3 separate regions of the Mus musculus genome follow, and regions 2 and 3 are each linked to region 1. Evidence: chromatin contacts called from public Hi-C and HiChIP or PLAC-seq data. All regions are on one chromosome and are shown on one strand. Each heading gives the region's core, a stretch centred on a gene start, on an enhancer-like site or on the middle of the called end of the contact. The rest is flanking DNA. Distances are from core to core; before and after follow the strand shown.

The links. A called contact is a pair of places that touch in the nucleus more often than the background predicts. HiChIP or PLAC-seq counts read pairs in DNA pulled down with a chosen protein or histone mark.
Region 2: an H3K4me3 HiChIP or PLAC-seq map of forebrain shows a contact between it and region 1, with 4 times the contacts expected there. The contact joins two enhancer-like sites. A contact is called at or near these places in 2 of 484 Hi-C or Micro-C datasets (cerebral cortex and cortical neurons) and 9 of 115 datasets of contacts at active chromatin or transcription factors (astrocytes, embryonic basal ganglia, embryonic forebrain and 6 more).
Region 3: a contact with region 1 is called in a Hi-C map of cerebral cortex, with 2.2 times the contacts expected there. The contact joins two enhancer-like sites. A contact is called at or near these places in 4 of 484 Hi-C or Micro-C datasets (cerebral cortex, cortical neurons, forebrain and 1 more), 10 of 115 datasets of contacts at active chromatin or transcription factors (astrocytes, differentiating embryonic stem cells, embryonic basal ganglia and 6 more) and 1 of 9 other capture datasets (embryonic stem cells).

The regions. Positions count from the first base shown.
Region 1 is chr2:92,527,809-92,531,520 of GRCm38.p6, forward strand. It overlaps Gm13817 (a long non-coding RNA gene), which reads right to left. Exons shown (of 4, transcript XR_374783.4): 3 at 2,506-2,635; 4 at 1-2,052. Among named protein-coding and RNA genes, the nearest start is that of Gm13817, 11 kb to the right of the region's middle. Within about 2 kb of position 1,728, at least 201 of the 459 cell types and tissues checked have an H3K27ac peak or open chromatin away from gene starts, as enhancers often do. A contact at or near this core is called in cerebral cortex, cortical neurons and forebrain, where this site is marked.
Region 2 is chr2:92,843,642-92,847,353 of GRCm38.p6, forward strand. All of the region lies in intron 2 of Gm39880 (a long non-coding RNA gene), which reads left to right. The region is part of intron 4 of Gm13791 (a long non-coding RNA gene); the gene reads right to left. Among named protein-coding and RNA genes, the nearest start is that of Gm32413, 39 kb to the left of the region's middle. Within about 2 kb of position 2,055, at least 42 of the 459 cell types and tissues checked have an H3K27ac peak or open chromatin away from gene starts, as enhancers often do. A contact at or near this core is called in cortical neurons and forebrain, where this site is marked.
Region 3 is chr2:92,811,515-92,815,226 of GRCm38.p6, forward strand. The region is part of intron 1 of Gm39880 (a long non-coding RNA gene); the gene reads left to right. Gm13791 (a long non-coding RNA gene) reads right to left here. Exons shown (of 5, transcript XR_001783401.2): 5 at 1,433-1,570. It overlaps Gm32413 (a long non-coding RNA gene), which reads left to right. Exons shown (of 2, transcript XR_374794.3): 2 at 1-205. Among named protein-coding and RNA genes, the nearest start is that of Gm32413, 6.5 kb to the left of the region's middle. Within about 2 kb of position 1,682, at least 19 of the 459 cell types and tissues checked have an H3K27ac peak or open chromatin away from gene starts, as enhancers often do. A contact at or near this core is called in cerebral cortex and cortical neurons, where this site is marked.

The sequences.
Region 1 (3,712 bases), core at 478-2,977:
CCATTCGCCATGAAAATTCATAATCTCAGATCTGATCCTGCCACTCCTGCTCAGAAGGCCTGCTTAGTGCTATTTAGCCAACCTTAATGTTGGAGTCTGTCTTTCATCTCTGCATCTCTAGCCATCGATATGTATTCCACTATAACAAAATGCTTGGTGTTTGATAACTTTTTGAGCAGCTCACAGTTCTGAGGTTCAAGGGCCCGGTGCCAGCATCAGGCTGACTCTGGTGAAGGCTTCATAGATGGCATCTCATTGGTAAGAATATGTATGAGGGTATCAGAGGACCGGTGGAATGACAGCAGCCAGGCTCTTTTCTAACAACCCTCTCACCAGAACCACCTCAGGGTTACCTGAGAACTACCTCATCCCCAGGGAACCAGATGACCTTCCAGTAAGGCTCATTTCTTTAAAGTCCCACCAGTTCAACACTGTCACCAACACTCGGGCCTCTGTAATATAGCCACACCCCAAACACAACCCAGGGAAGGAGAGCAGCCAGGGCCTCCCAAGGGGTGGGAACACTTTGTGGAGTTATGGGGTGCCTCAGGGAGAAACAGTGGGTCAGGCAGAGGGCAACCAGCAAGAGGGCTGTAGAAGGGGCCGTATTAACTAGAGGAAGATGTGTCAGATCACCTCACCTTAGGCTGGATGGCTTTACTGTTTTAACTTCTGTGTTGGGAAATCTTTCAGAGAGTTAAAGAACAGTGACAAGATACATTCATGCTTAAGATTTCCCTTGGCCACTGAATGGAGTCAGATGACCGCAGGCACCTTTTGAGGACAGGGAATCCAAGGTCTAGCAGGCAAACATTTGCGTCACAGTTCATTCCATTTGTGGACTCTGCTTCTTTTTAAGTGAGCTGTAACTGATCCAGGAGAGGCATCTAGGTAGTGTGGGGGAAGATATCAGGACACATGCCCGTGTAATAGTTCGTTCTGATTCATTAAAAGTCCTGCTGGGTCTGACCTGTGGCTTTCCAGGTCCAGTCCAAATAAGAAGTGGGGGCATCTAGAAAGAAAACATGGCTCCCAGGAAGGACTCCTGCAGACGTGGCATCAATAAATAAAAGTCCCAAGCTTACCTGACTTCTCTTCTTCTCCAGCATCCACTTCAACAAATCCCTCAGACTCACTCAAAACATCTGACTTGACCTTTTTCTCTAGGGATGCTAGGGAGCATCTTTTAAATCTTATCCCAAAGAGTGTTACCTACATAGTCGATCAATCAGTCACCGTCTCCTGGAGTTGTGCAGTTCCTGCTTCTCTCCAGCCTCACCCGGGGCTACCTTTCTCCGGCCGCCTACCTGCCTCTTACCTCTACAACTGCGGCTGAGAGCCAGGATCACAGAACCTGGGGAAGGTGCTTCCAGAGGCGACTGTGGAATGGGGCTGCCCTTCCACTCGCAGGCAGGGAAGTCTGGGTAGAGGGGAGGGGTCTTTTCGAAGCAGGTGGGACAGGCCGGTGCTCTACCTGTCCCTACTTTGTGTTCCAAGAAGCATAAAGTCTGGCGTTTGGGGGTGGCATGAGGAAATGGGTGGACGGTCGGTGCTAATGAGGCGTGTGTTTCAGCTGTTCGCAGTTGTTCCGCACAGAGGAAGCAGGAGGCCGGAAGCCTCTGGGCGGCGGCGAAGCTGGGAAAGCTTTAAGCTGGGAATCTGCGTCTCTCCAGCCACCAGCTTTGGAGGGGACAGCAGCGGCTCCCACTGGCTTCAGCTCTGCATTCTGGTTGGTTGTCTCTGCCCATCGGCAGCCAGCTCCAGGCCTGGTCCCACCCCATCTGCCGCACTATCACCCGGGATTGGCTGAACTCGGCAAGGCTAGGCTGCCTTGCCTCTCGCCATCAGATTCTTCATTAAACAAATGAATCACAATCCTAATTAATTTGAGCAACAGAATTTATGTAACTACTCCCAGCAGGATGTCTGCTCTCAGTCGGTAGCGAGATGAATTCCTCTCTCTGGGAAATTTCAGCCGCGCTGGTCAATAAAACCTTAATGATGACAGAAATTTCCCATCTGTCTCTGCTCTGAGCAGGTAACCCCTGCTACCTAGACAAGGGAGAGGACAAGGACGGTGAGAGACTGTCAGCCTGGATGAGCCCTGACCCACCTAGAACACACACTAGGCACCAACCAGCGAGAAGACTGCCAAGCCAGGCTTGTCCTGAATTACCTATACCCCGAAGGGGGTGTTTAACTTCTATTTGTAGAATGAATAAAAAAGTATGTGTTGCTCGTTGAGTTAGAAAATGGCCCTAAGGACCAGAGATATGACTCAGCGAGTTGCTTGCTCATCCCGCAAGTTTCACATCCTGAGTTGGATGTCCGGAACCCACATGGTAGGAGGAACGAATAAACTCCTTCCAGGTTTATTCTGACTTCTGCCCATGCAGTTATGGCATACACGCTGTCTCCCGCCCCCAGTAACTTTAAAATTTAAATGGCCTTAAGATCCAGAATTGCAAACACTCCTGGGCTTCCCCCTCCCTTTCCACTCCACACCTAATTTTGCCTTTTTAGTCTTCTGAGTCTTCTGGCTTACAGATTGGTCCTTGTGATGTCACCCTCCTGTCCTTGAACTAGCCATCCCTCACTTGAAACAGGCCTTTTGCTGTCTGCACCAGGAGGGTTTCTAAGTGAAAATGGTTTGGAATTAGTTTTCATTCCGACTCCCTCTATTCATCTGATCTCAACCTTCACCTCCTATGCAAAATACACAAACTTTTTTTGGCAGACAAAGCATTGTGAAAATGTGTCAGGGGGTGCCTGATTCATTTAATTATCACCGGGTGGAGTTTTAGGCAACAGTGCACAAGACAACTGGTTTCTAGGTTACAATCATCAGGCAGGCATAGAGTCCTTTTAGTGAGATTACAGGGATGGAGGGGCTTGGTGAGGACCCCAGGCTGGTTCTCAGCAGAGGGCTGCTACAGAAAGAGCAAGCCAGGCCCCACCCTGCTCTCTGCTTTCCATTACTTTCTCAGGAGAGTTGCTGCCGCTGTGACCCCTGCCACCACACCGTCTCCAGAGGGTGGCCCCAGAGTGCTGCCCACTCAAGTGTGATCTTTGAGCCTCCAAAGCTGTGAGCCAAACAAGCCTTTTCCTATGAAGCTGCTTTCTTTAGGCATTGCACTGTGGTAGCCATAGTAACCAGCAACGGAGGCATACAAACCTCTCAGGGCCATGCTCATTGTAGTGCAAGAAAAGATTCGGTAGAGCAGTGGAGGAGTGGGGAGGAGATTTGATGGTACATTTTAAAGCAAGGTAGCATTTTAGACACATGAATTTTCTCTATATATGTATGTATGCATATATACATAAAATTAAAAAGAAAGCCATACATTTTTATATTCTATTTTTGTTTAATGTGTGTGCTCCTGTCATGGTGCCTGAGAGGAGGGCAGGACAACCTGCAGGAGCTCATTCTCTGCTTCCACCTGATGTGTGCACGACATCAAACAAACTCAGAATATGAGGTGTAGTGGCCTTTACACACTGAGCCAGTTGACTGGCCCATAATATAGTGTGTGTGACTGTGTCTGTGTCTGTGTCTGTATGTGTATGTGTGTGTATATGTGTATATATGTTTTTCTGTATGTGTGTGTGTGTATGAGTGTATATGTGTATGTATGTGTGTGTATGTATGTGTGTGTGTATGTGTGTGTATGTGTACATACATGTGTGTGTATGTATGAGAGTGTGTGTGTGT
Region 2 (3,712 bases), core at 805-3,304, 320 kb after region 1:
TCCAGCATGCCCCTGACCACCCACAGCTTAGGTTGCCTGGCTGCTTCCTCCATCCCAAACACCCTGCATCAGTAGCAACAAGCCTAGCCCCTCTAGTTCATCGGACCCAAGTCACAGGCTACGTCTCCCCCCCGTCCCCGCCCCCATCAGAGTTCTCCACTGTGTTTCCACTATGTATTGCATGGACAGTGTTCAGTCTCATTTCCAACTACCTCACAGGTTTTGACGACCATCACACCTCCAAATCTCAATCCCCAACCCTTGCCTCCATGGCTGCTGCCCCCAACGCTACCCATTGTAGCCCTGCCCTGTGCCTTCTCCCTCAGCGGACTCTCAGGCTCTGCTTCCATGAACCACATGGGTCCTGAACTTCTGATAGTCCAATTAGTACCTACTCATCATCATCCTCAGTGTGACATAGCCCATGTGTCTGGTGCAAGCAGCCCCGACTCTAAGTTAGAAGGCCTGATTTTGAGATTCAGTTTAAAACTAACTAACCCAGGGGCTTCTTCCAACACCAGAGGCCCTCTGGACCTCAGGCTCTGTGTATGGAATAGGTATGTGAGCAAGGGAGGTGGTGACTTTGCTACATGGCTCTGTCACACCCTTAGTAAGTATTAAAGGGGTACCTGCTGGGCAGCTGTCTGAATTGAGGGTGTATGATTCACTGGGCCCTCAGTGCGCCTGAGAGGTTTCTGCTTCAAGGAGACAGAGGCATGCACAGCTGTTCAGGGGATCTGCCTGTGCTCGGTGGGGAGACAGAGCTCGGGGGCTCAGATCCAGGGAACTGAAGTGACACCCAATGGGAAGGACAGGAGGTAGGCAGTCACTCCTCTGGTGCTAATATAGGAGGGGTGGCCTCCAGGACAGATGTGTGTGAGCTGAGGTGCAGAGTGTTCACTGTAAGCCTTGTGAACACTGAAGACTATCACAAGTCTGTGTGCTCCATGAACTTACATTCTGCAGTGTGGTCAACAGCTCCATGGACTGATCCCCTGCCATGTGCAAGGCATGGTGACAAGTGACTTATCTACACTCTTACAATTCTACCACAGGGATGAGAGAGAAACAAGAACTTGCATGAGTGCTACCAGGTGGCAGTCACTACCCATCAGATCTCCCTAAGCACCTAGTAGGTCCTGGGCAAGGATTGGAATATAGTTGGCAATAAGTCCAAGTGGCATCCAGGATACCTCTGTGCAACCACTGGCTGAGCGATGCCCTCTGTACGTGGTACAGAAAGGGGCCAAACACCTCCCAGGCTGACTCTGAGAGCTGGGATCTAGGTGACATGTCAGGCTGGGGGACACTGCTCATGGTTAGCCCTGCGCCTCCCTCCAGCCTTTTATCCAATGTGGCTGGATGCTATTCTTCAGCCACAAAGCAGTTAATTACCAGTCTAGAGCCCCTTCTTCACAGAAGCCGACGGAGGGCTCGGAAGATAAGATTTATGCCTCTTTCAATTCCTTTCTTCTCTCATCAGCATAGATTCATATTTCAGTTTCCCGAATTGGAAACAAAAAGGAAACTCACTCAGCCCACTGCTGCTCGAGAGAGATAAATGAGCTTACACAAAGAACCCATCCTATAAACTCAATCTCCTTCCTCCCTTTTCATGTCTGTGATTATAAACACAGCCAAGGGCAGTTGAAATATATCCCTTGGCCTGTCTGCCCGCCTTGTTCAACTCAAAGAGGAGACCAATGGGACAATAGCAAACTGTGGGGTGCCAGGGAAGGAAGACAGGCTCCCCACAGCTCTGTGCTGCCGGCCTGGAGGGAGGATCAGATGGAAAGACCTTGTACCATTCTCTCTCACGAAATCTTTTCCAGAGACCACAGGGAGAAGCTGGGCACCCCGCCACTACAAATGCTTTCATTTTCTAGATGTCAATGTGCAAACTATTTGCTCAAAAGAAGAGGCCTTCATTCCGGCGGGCTGGGCGGTAGGCGTGGGCCAGGCCCCCAGCTGGTTTCAGTAGTGCCTGGACAGAGGTCACCAGTAAACTGGACCACAGAGCAAGGCTGCTCTCACCAGGCCAAGGGCCAGATCTCAGACTCTGGGAAGAGAAAGGGCTGTTCTTACTCTTGGGGCTTGGAGGGGGGCGGTCCCTCATGGAGTGGCACTGGGCTGCCCTCTCCAGAGGCAGTAGGGTGGCTTTTGGTGCACTTCAGTCCCTTTTTTTTGTGTTTGGAGATTACTAGAGTCACTGCCAAGAGTGTCCTCTGAGGAGCAGGCACTCTGGAAATGAACCCCCAGGACCAGCATGTCTGATGAGGGATCAAAAGTCTTAACAGTAATGGTTGGGGCAAAATGACTAAGAACTGGATGGGACTTAGGCCAGGAGATGGCTCAGTCATCAAAGAGCTTGCTGTACAAGCATGAGGACCTCTGGGACTTGCTGGCCAGGTAGTCTAGTCGTATTAGTGAGCTCTAGACTTGGTGCAAGACCCTGTCTCACACACGTACACGCACACACATGCACACTTGCAAACCCCTGCATGCATGCACCCATAACCAACAAACACATATGCATATGTGGCCCACATACAAAACACACATGCATACAATGAAATATACAGTGCCACCCCTACCTAAATACAGAAACACTTGTTACAGGACACTTGTTGCTGGAGGTCTCACAGGAAACAAAGAGCCTAGAGGCCCTGGGTCAGAGACACACAGTGCTACCATCTCTGGATGCCCCTCTTTGGTATTTTGCCTACCTTAAAGCCTTTTTTGACTCGGCTATAGGGAGGGAGGGAAATCTAATATTTAAAGCACAATGAAGAAAAGAGAGGAATAAAGGAAGAGAGGTATCCCAATACAAAGGCAAACACAAGAGTCAGGTCAGCCGGGTAGCAAAATGTCATCGCACAAGATGTAGGACAACAGTCTCTAATAGACTTTGAGATTCAATGATGCCTTCTATTAGCAGCAGACTCCCCTGAGTCTAAATCATCCCCTCCCTGTAAACACCCCCTAATTCACGAACGGACCGTAAAGCAAAGCATTTTGATACCGAGCAGCTCCAGAGCCTTCCCTCCTCAGAGACCTGTATCTCAGCGTTCTCTCCCAGGGAAAGGTTAATGGAAGCCCTGGGCACTGTCTGGATTTCAAGGCCCAAGGCCTGTGTGCCCAGAGCATGTGGGTACTGAAGCCCAGTCAGTCTTTTACATCCAGAGCCTTTCTCATGGCCGTCCTCTCCCTCCTTCCCAAAGACCTTCCAAGGGACTTCCAGGTCAGTTCCCAGAATTCTGTCCTCAGAATTGTTAGGGTCAGAGGCTTCACCCAGGCTCAGTCACTAGTTCTCAAGAGGCCAATTGAACAGGAAAGCAACAGTGAAAAGCAGAAAAGAGGAAAATCATTAAATGTGAGAGCACTGGGCAGAGGAACTCAGAGTTCTGCCGCTCCTCCAACTCCATCTCTGGGGCCTCACACGAGGTTCAGGTTTAAATAGGAGGAAGAGGTAAGTGGGTCAAGCAACCCTACTCAAGGTGTGGTCCTGCCTTTCTCGTCTCTGGGCTCCTGTCTGCCCAGCAGCTTCTCAGAGCCATTGTGTGAAATCTCTTCCCTGGAGTCACCAGGCTTCGACTTTCCCTTCTCCCAGCTCCCAGTGGGGGTAGGGGGTGGGGGGCATTTTGTCTATAGTCTTCATTCCTGCCAGGATGGTATCAGGTCAACACAAGAGTCTCCAACAGCTTGGAGTGGG
Region 3 (3,712 bases), core at 432-2,931, 280 kb after region 1:
TCATGATGTAACGACCCTGAAATAGCTCAAGTGCATAAACTACTGATGTAGTGGTCTACTGTATATAACATCTAATACATAGTACAGCCAGTCACGAGAGGTTTCGTTTGGTTAATGGAACATTTAAGATTTGTGTCTTGAACACTTTGCCAAATTTTACATCAAATGCAAAAAAAAATAACACAAGAAAATGAAAAAAAAAAAAGACATCTCTCTGCATCTGTCTTCAAAGGCGCTTCTCGGATACTGGAAGGTTTGTCTGTCTGCATGGCTCCCATGAGGCGCTGTGACTTTTATTTGCTGATGGGGCTCTTAACTGAGCTCCAGTGCTCAACCATGAGCCTGATTATCACCGACCTGGCACAAAAGAGGAGAGAGATCTTAGAGAAGGCCCAGTCCACAGGCATGGTCAGAGAAAACAGAGACTGAGAGCCCAAGGACTGTCCCCTTAGTACAGAGCAGCAGAGAACCAGGCACAGAATGGTTCACAGCCTGGATGATGGTCGCCTGGGGTTCTTGAGTCACCCACCCAAACCCTGGGTTACCTGCTTCTCCACAAGGTCTCCTAGAGGCCACAACAGAAGATTCCTCCATACCCACTGAATTCCATGCATGCCTTCCTCCCAGAAAGGTACAGTTATCAGTGTGGACATGGCTGCCCAGAGAGACCATACTTTCCAGCCTGAGATTCCTAACAATGGGATCTGAGCAGAAAAGGTGTGTGCCTCATCCAAGCCAGTGCCTTTAAGACAACAGGTCTGTTTCTGTCTTGCTTTATTTTCCCCTCTGCCTGCCTATAGCCATGGCTGAACCCAGACTTAACTATAGAGACACTGCTAACTCCCTAGGGGACGACAAATGTCCCTAAACCTCCAGATGACTCTGCTATTCCTGTGGAGAAGGTGGCCTTTGCAGAGACACAAAAGCAGATCTCTACTTGTTATGGCAACTGAGTTAAATCCATAGAGAAGGTATAATGATGGATGAATAACCTCCTTAAGGTGGTATGCCACAGCAGCCTTCTTGGGGAAAATGCTGTTTAACTTTGGAACTTGACTGAAAAGGGAATTAGGACTGTGGGAGGGATCTGAGTGTGGATGGTGCCCTAGAGAAGGCACAGTAGGCGATGGGATAAAAGTTGGATGGGTGTAGAGTAACAAGAATCATAGCACGACGGGAGGGGAACGGGGCAGGAATGGAGACTTGAGATTTCTTTCCCGAATGGACCTTGTCTGGTGTTCCATTACATGAAAGGCAGCTATTGCAGTGGTCCAAGCCATGGTGAAGCCTCTGACCCAAGAAGTGCTATTAGTCAAGGAGGGCCGGCAGATGTGCCAGGGTCTCTTGTAGAACTCAAAGGACGCACTGGATTTGGGGGTGCAGAGGACTGTGAAAGGTGACCCCTGGAGGTTCCTGTAACAACTTGCCTGAAAACGAGCCATAGCTGGAGCAGATGGTGCATTGGGGGAGCTGCAGGGGTGACAGCTGCAGGGGCTACCAGGTAACAACATCATCTGCCCCTTCAAATGAGCTTGGGCCACGGAGGATGCGGACTTGGAGAAGACTGCCTCTGAAAAAAAAAATAAAAAAGAATAACCTGTGTGTCCATGGAGGGAGGACAGGCTAAATAAAGCAAGAGCTGTTCTATAACAGACACATGGGTAACCATGGTGCTCTGCAAATTAGTAAGCTCCCACCTCCAACCCAGCACAAAGCAAAGAAGCACGGGGCAGAACGGCAGACACGGGCTGCCACCATTGCGTACGACTGAAGGAAACACACGGATTTAAGCACACAAACACAGAGCATAAATAGTTTTCCTCCAGCGTAAACACGCTGTATCTGGAAGAACACACAAAGGACAGCAGCCCTGGCTGCCTCCAGGAAGGGGAACTGGGACAGAGGGCGACCTTTAACTCTGCGTCCTTTTGGTGCTTGTTTTTGAATGTGTCAACTGCAAAGAAGCATTAGCTGTTCAATAATGAATAATTCTCATTAATAACTCCAACCGAGAGATGGAGGAGCTGCTTGCTGCCTAGAATGCAGACCCAAGAGCGGCTGTCAGGGGCAGCTGTACTGATAAGCCCCTTCGTGCTTCCCCACCTAGCCCTCCTCACACCTGTCCCAGTGCAGATGGCTCTAGATTTTTGCCCTCCTGCCTTAAACCCTGAGGTAAAGTAAACTGAGACCAGTCCAGTTGCATAGTTTTCATTGTTGCTATTGTCTATTTCATATTGCATATGAAAAGAAAACATTGTTTTACTTTCTTGAAGGCAAATAATACACAGACACACAGACACAGACACACACACACACACACACACACACACACACACACACACACAATCAGTTCCACAGTAGCTGATGGCTTCAGTCAACCCACACCAAGGTCAGAATCCCAAGTCCACATAGTGTGTGCTGAATACAGTTGTATCTTTCATATGACAGCTTCTTCAAAGTGCCTTTGGGTGAACCCAGTGGAGGCAGAGCCAGAAGAGAACTTTACATATACATACTCCATCTGAGGGACCCCAGTGGGTTGTCCTTGAGGGCCCTGTGTGCAGACCCAAGATCTCTGAGGAAGCAGATAGGAGACAGGCACAGAGGCTACCTCCTGAGAGCACCAATCTCCTGGGGAGGGGACACCCCAAAGAGAGAGGAGGCACAAGTGTCCCATTGCAAGAGACATGCCAGAAAGAGACATTCCAGATGAGGGCTGTGGTCAAGAGCAGATGCTGAGAGCTCAGAGGAAGCCCAGAAAGGGGAAACGAATGGGCATAGCTGTTTCACGCCCCTGGCCTCTGTGGCTGCTGAGACTGAGGTTCAAGGAGATGGCTGAGGCTCCAGGGAAACCTAGTGGACGGAGCCAGATTTGAGCCAGGTCAAGCCTGTGCTCACACACAGCATATCCTAAGAAGAGCAAGTGGGGATGCGTCTCCCTCCAAGTCAGATGTGGGCCTGGGGAAGAGGGGGAACCCAGGCAATCATTTCATGCACAGGCATGCCTGGCAGCTCGTTGGCATTTTATAAGAGGGTGATAACCCTGGGAAGGTCAGTTGTCTTCTGGGTCACACAGCTAGTGAGTGCCAGAAGTTCAGTTCCAGCCTAGGCAAGGCAGCCTCTGGAACTTGTTCTCTGGCTGCACTCTCCCAAGAGAGCTGGGTTCCATGTTGAATGGGCTGCCTGTCAGCTGTGTTCAGAGGATCAAAACCAACCCAGCCAGAGTGGATGAATTAAATTTGGGGGCAGAGAAGGAAGGGGTTGAAAGGTGTGTGTGTGTGTGTGTGTGTGTGTGTGTGTGTGTGTGTGTGTGTGTGCTCATGGGCAAGCATACATGTGTACAGGTGTATATGAAGATCATGGAAGAATCTCAGGTGTTCCTCCACTGCCTTCTACTTGTTGCTTGAGACAGAGTGCTGTAGAATGTGGACCTCTGGGAGAAAACACATCATCTTCCTGAGATCGGCTGTGTCTGCCTGCAGAGCCCATTGCCACAGGGCTTGCTGACAGTTGCCATTCCCTCACAGAAGCTGGGCATGGGGGGGGGGGGACTGGTTGTTGAACCCTAACTTGAGACTCCAGCCATTCTTCCCAGTCATTGATATGTAGTTCTACCCTAGTCACATAGGGCTCCTGGTCTCAGGAGGTGCTGGAGCATACAAACCGGGGCAGGTCAACAGAATAGACTCCACCTATGTGGCTGAGGCAGAGC